2 separate regions of the Gossypium hirsutum genome follow, and region 2 is linked to region 1. The links are chromatin contacts, called in public Hi-C maps. All regions are on one chromosome and are shown on one strand. The core of a region is the stretch at or near the end of the contact, and the rest is flanking DNA. Distances in the headings are between cores, read along the strand shown. Region 1 overlaps LOC107913605 (pyruvate dehydrogenase E1 component subunit beta-3, chloroplastic). Region 2 overlaps LOC107958416 (mannosyl-oligosaccharide 1,2-alpha-mannosidase MNS3).

The links. A called contact is a pair of places that touch in the nucleus more often than the background predicts.
Region 2: a contact with region 1 is called in a Hi-C map of leaf, with 2.1 times the contacts expected there. The contact joins two enhancer-like sites. A contact is called at or near these places in 2 of 34 Hi-C or Micro-C datasets (callus and leaf).

The regions. Positions count from the first base shown.
Region 1 is chrA05:14,420,201-14,423,047 of Gossypium_hirsutum_v2.1, reverse strand. It overlaps LOC107913605 (pyruvate dehydrogenase E1 component subunit beta-3, chloroplastic), which reads right to left. Exons shown (of 4, transcript XM_016842252.2): 4 at 2,307-2,847. The coding sequence ends at 2,663. Among protein-coding and RNA genes, the nearest start is that of LOC107913605, 4.1 kb to the right of the region's middle. Within about 2 kb of position 1,492, at least 1 of the 9 cell types and tissues checked has an H3K27ac peak or open chromatin away from gene starts, as enhancers often do. A contact at or near this core is called in leaf, where this site is marked.
Region 2 is chrA05:14,491,120-14,494,179 of Gossypium_hirsutum_v2.1, reverse strand. LOC107958416 (mannosyl-oligosaccharide 1,2-alpha-mannosidase MNS3) reads right to left here. Exons shown (of 7, transcript XM_016894179.2): 6 at 3,057-3,060; 7 at 2,232-2,941. The coding sequence ends at 2,695. LOC107958415 (potassium channel KAT1) reads left to right here. Exons shown (of 10, transcript XM_016894178.2): 6 at 384-623; 7 at 733-831; 8 at 933-1,166; 9 at 1,247-1,889; 10 at 2,046-2,234. The coding sequence ends at 2,188. Among protein-coding and RNA genes, the nearest start is that of LOC107958415, 3.6 kb to the left of the region's middle. Within about 2 kb of position 1,694, at least 5 of the 9 cell types and tissues checked have an H3K27ac peak or open chromatin away from gene starts, as enhancers often do. A contact at or near this core is called in leaf, where this site is marked.

The DNA.
Region 1 (2,847 bases), core at 243-2,742:
ACTGTAAGGAATAAGACACTTGACAAGTAGTTGTAAGGTGCTCGCTACTTGCAGAAACACCCCCATTATGTCCAGTTGGAATAAAAAAAAAAAAAACACTATGGAGTTAAAAGAAAGTGTTTGCTGCATTGTCTTCACCAGCCGCAACTCATGGAGTTTCGAGCTTCAGATTTATTAGTATTATTTCTAATCATTCTGGATAGAGAACCTGAAAATTATACAGCCCTAAAGATGGTCACAACTCGCTTTAGGACAGTCGGAACAATCCTACATAAACTGTTATTACTTCATATTGGCGTTGATGAAAAAATTCGAGACACTACTGATCTATAATTGAATAATTTGTATTAATCCTGCATAGAAACTTCGTCATAACCTCATGACTGCCATGGCATTTTACTCTGTGAATCATCCTTCTTCCCTAAGGTTTGAGCTAAATTAGTAAAACTTCATTGGCTCTAACTGAGATAAACTGCATGAAGCTAGTCGTCTATAGCAAAAAAATCAAGGATATTATTAAATACTTGAAAAAGTGTGTAAATATCAGCTTTTGTTTCCTATCGTGGAAGGCATGGGCACCCAACTAATTAGGGAAGGATAGTGTAGGTTGATGCATCCAGATGCCCACATGCATATGTCTATTATATGTGGCTGAAAATCAAAGCCAACAAAACAGCACCATCATCAGTAGTAACGAGATCAAATCATCTTTGACATTTCAATTAATGCTGATATATGTAGATAGGGTGGCAGCCATTTTTATGAAATTAGATAAGAGAAATAAAAGCAGGAAAACTACAACTTCATCCATCTGGATGGAGGAAACCTGCACTAGCTAGCGGGAAGGGGCGGTTGGGGTCGGACATACAAACATGGCTTCTCTCATTATTAGGAAATCTGCTACTGCTTATAGATAATTTGATTTTATTCCTCTTGTCTTCAACATGGGTAGATTTGAATGTAAATCAAGAAAGCAATAGATTGTCGATCTCTGAAATGGTTGCTTATGCATGAAACCAGCTACCATACACATTTGGTAGCTTTCAAAGTGAACCTAAGGCTATGCTGTTTCATCGGGCCATGATATATTGCCTCTGCAAACACCCTTTCCAGGGTATGAAACGTTTACATGCTGAGCAGAATGCCACTGAACATGCTTGTTTCAACCCAGTCACATGCATTCCACCAGACAACTAACCATCTCAACCAACGGAAAAGAAAAAAAAAGTCCTGCTTTAGTGGCTACGCAAATGCCACGATAGCAGCCACCCGAAGAGTATTTATGGTCTTGGGAAGGGATGGTAGAAAGCTATTATAAAATATATGTGGTGTGTCAAATTCCAGTGATTCACATGAAATTCTCCTCAATCATCTCATTCATGATTCATCTTATATGATCGAGGAGGGTTCTACGTTTGGCATACACAAACTACTCTCGACTAAGGGCCCAAAAAAGGAAGCAACAAAATAAGCGCGAGTTAGCTTCTGCTCCCAACAAAATGTCATAAAGGCCAAAACTTAGTTTGTTGGCCCTATAAAATAGGCCTGACCAGACAGCCTATAATTGGCACCTTACTCTTCGTTCAGCAGGATTCTCTCTCGAATTAATTGATTCACATAAATCTAGTGTTTGGCGTATACATATTTTATCACTTCCATTCTATTTCAAAGTTGAATCAAATTACTTTCTATTAGACTACTAAATTTCTAGTAACACTAATGTGTTATCTCGTATGACTGTTTAGGTAAACTTTATTGTTAACTCAATTTTTTTCAAATTTTATTGAATATTAAAATATTTTTATTAATTTTTTAGAATTTTACGTAGACAGCAAGTTGTCATGTTGGTACAACTAAAATTTTAACAATTAAGCTAGATTTTCCATCAAGCAAAAAACAATTTAAATAAAATTTAAAATATTGAAGATCAAAATGATAAATAAATAAACTAAGACCAAAATGAAAAATGGGTAAATGCTAGGAACTAAATTCATAATTATATTATATATAAGATTTGAGAAAGTTAACCTAACGTAATAAATGAAGAAATGTTGGTTTTGGATTTCATTGAAGTTAGTTTGAAACGTACCTTAGCTGGGCTACAATGGCATTAAGCCAGGCTGTGAACACCCAAATATTTTAGTGTTAGTATGTACTAACTCTTTCTAGTGGAGCCAAGATCTTTTGGAGCATGGTCCAAAAGCAGAAATTTACAGCAGCTACGAGGGGATTAAGTTTGAATGTAAATAAAAAGTAATGAAAGCTACAAGAACACACACTAAAATATTAAAGAGAAAAAAAGGATGTGAAGAAATGAGACTATTTGCATTACCACCTTCATAAGAAAAATTTAGACAATGAATTACACTGGCTTGTCTCATAGTGTGTAGTAATGTGACAGCAACTGGAAATGTAGACTTATTTTCCAGTACCCTACATGTAACACTGCTTAAAGGTCTTACTGCCCATTTCAGTCAAGAAAAAACAAAGGTCAAACTAAATGCCTTAAACCCACGAACAACTCAACAAACATAACACTAACATAACTCGTGAAACTTATATATTGAAAACAAAGTCGCAAGAGAATGGTTTCAAAATAAACATGACAACACTAACAGAACTTCAACCATGCATCAATATTTCTGCTATTGCAAATTTGCAATTACTGGCAGAGCTGCTCAACGGCTGTCACAATCTGGGCAGGCTGAACAACAGTCACTTCCTCCAGGGTTCCAGCATATGGTGTAGGCACATCCTGTGAAGATAAGCACATAATTGGAGCATCCAAGTAGTCGTTGAAATTCTCGGTAATCGCAGCTATCAAGCTAGCACCAATACCACCAGTCC
Region 2 (3,060 bases), core at 445-2,944, 71 kb before region 1:
CTTTCAACTTTCAGGCTGTTAGAAATCCATTATTAACCTGCCAGGGGAACTGAACATATAAAATAAGTTCTACAAGGACCAAATGAAATTAAGCGTCACAATCAACAAAACTACCATACCTACAGAAAATGTTGGTTATTTGTAAGACAATGTATCTACTATCTATAGTTCTATACCCCACAATTTGACAATTTTGTATGAAAAAAATTCAAGGTTAAAAACTAGCTTAAAGGTGATGTCAAGATTCTTAGGCACTAAATGACAAGCTTCCATCCCTTTATATTCAGATTCAACAGTGTTTTCTTTTTGACAAGGATGCCATGTCTAGCCTTGGAAGTGCTAATAATAAGAAACCATTCCTTTTACATTTTTGGGTGCTACAGCGGGATACAGTTAGAGCTGCTTCGGAATTTGTGACACGAAATCAATTGTCCCCTCGCATACAAGATCAAATAATGTCACACATATGCTTAAGGTTCAAAGCAGAAGGATTGAAGCAACAAGAGACCCTAAATAGTTTACCCAAAGCCATCCGCTCAAGCATTGCACAGCATCTCTTCCTTCACATCCTGCAAAAAGCCTATCTCTTCCAAGGAGTTTCTGATGACTTCCTATTTCAGTTGGTAATAATACTTCTCATGTTATATATCTGTCCATATCTTTCTTATACACATGCATCACTTTGAATTTTATTTCACAAGATGCTAATGCAAATTTATTACCCTGTCAAAGGTTTCAGAAATGGATGCCGAGTATTTTCCACCCAAAGAAGATGTTATTCTGCAGAATGAAGCCCCAACGGATCTGTATATACTTGTCTCAGGAGCAGTTGTAAGTAGGCTTATTCTTATGGGTGTAGAATAATAATATATAAACTAAAAAATGCCGATTTCTGACATTAGTTTGGTGGCTGTTTGATTCCTGATTTGCAGAACTTAATCTCCCATGCTGATGGGCATTATCAGGTATGTGATTTACAGGTTACGGAAAAGGTTGCAGCAGGAGATATGTTTGGAGAGGTTGGAGTTCTATGTTGTAGGCCACAACCATACACAGCTAGGACCACTGAGCTTTGTCAAATACTACGACTGAACGGAACCTCACTGATGAGCATCTTACAAATAAATACAGAAGAAGGACGTGTTATGATGCGTAATCTTTACATGGTAAATATCATACTAGACAATTTTTAGAGTAATGGAAGACAATGTTATCATGAACAAGAACTGATGGTTTGTTCTCGCAGAAAATAAATGGGCTTCACAGCAGCAGCTTTGACCAGTCCAATATAGATCCGGAGTTGATCCAGAATTCAAGGCTTGGGCAAGGAGCAATGGGAGGAAGTTGTTTGAGTGCTGGATATGAAGAGCAATCACAGAGAGAAGCAATAGGCATAAATATCTCAGGATCAGAGGCTATAGAGACGATTCAAAGAGGTAGATTCCCTATGAAAGGAATTTCAACAGCAGAGGATGGCCAAACAGCTCTCCATGATGCTGTTCCTAAGGGGCATAATGAAATGGTTAAGATTCTGGTGGAGGGAGGAGCAGGCGTTAATAAACCAGATGCAAGAGCAAGGACGCCAAAAGCATCGGCAGAGCAGCAGGGAAGCAAGAGCATATATGAGCTCTTACAGACCTACGAAAAGAACAAAAATTTAGATGATGAACATAGGATAGAGATTATCGGGCCAGAAACAACTAGTCCAAATGGAAATAGAAATTGGGCCCAAAATTTCTTCAATTCACCCATTTACAGGGAGGAAATTATACCGACCAAGAAGAGAGTTACTATTCACATGCACTTGCTGAGCAGCAGTACATCAAGTAGGCAACTTGGAAAGTTGATACTCCTACCTGATTCAATACAAGAGCTTCTCAGAGTGGCTGGTAAGTCTGACTAAAAATAATTAAAAGGGCTTAAAATAAATCTGAAACGTAAGGGGAAAACAATTACAAATCAACTGGAATCCGAATTTATTAAACAAAAGAAGAAGAAAAAAAGTAACAAATAATTGCTCATTTTGTAACATTGTGAAACTGCAGGTGAAAATTTTGGAGGCTACACATTTACGAAAGTCGTTAATGCCGAGAATGCAGAAATAGATGATGTACACGTCGTTCGAGACGGTGATAATCTGTTTCTCCATCAAAATGAATGTGCGAATGTACATTTCAGTGTGACCTGATGACAATAAAAAGAGACAATCATGGATCATTACAGATGGTATGTAACCTTGAGGCAATGATAATGATTGTGAAATATTAACAAAAATATGACGGGATCAGTTGATTTGGGACCACAAATTAATCAGAGAAATTAATCAGAGAAGTCAATTACATATGGCCATATTTCACTCGAATTCTGGCGGGCAAAACCCCATCCTTACATAACCTGAAAAAAGTTGTCTATCGTAACAAATATTACAAGCCCGTGATGATTAGGTGGACCAAGTAAATGGCAACGTAACTTTTGTTTTTGTAGGCGTCTAATTGCAGATCAATTTCGTCGATGTGTTGAAGGCATGTAAAGTCAAGCCACCGCTTAGATAAAGTGGGGATCCCGGCCAACTAGGGATAGGCAGCCTTCATAACAATATAAATAACTAAACCATGTCAAAAACCAGTAGAAACTGTGCCCACGCCAACAGGTGTTAAGCTTTCACACGCTACCCTTCACAATATTGCCTTTCTCTTAAGAGCTTTTGATTGGTAAAGGATGAGCCTCCGTGTTAAAAACAAATTTATCAAGTGGCATAACAGAGCTATCTCCGAAGAGCAAGTACAAATATTTCAATGTTTCACCCAGGAAAAATGTCTCCATCTTGTCTCTTTTTGGAGGAGGAACTGTGGTGACATCATCTAAAGAAGAGTATCCGCCGGATTCTACCTTTGTGTATTTCTCAAATGACTCAAAGATCTGCCAACCCCATTCTCGATATCTGCAATGCATGATATTAGAGGGGGAAAAAACAAGTTGCACCCATGCAAGATCTATAGGTATAGAAATTAAATAAAAGGAAAGAGAGTAGAAACTAAAGAACTAAAAGAGCATACTTTG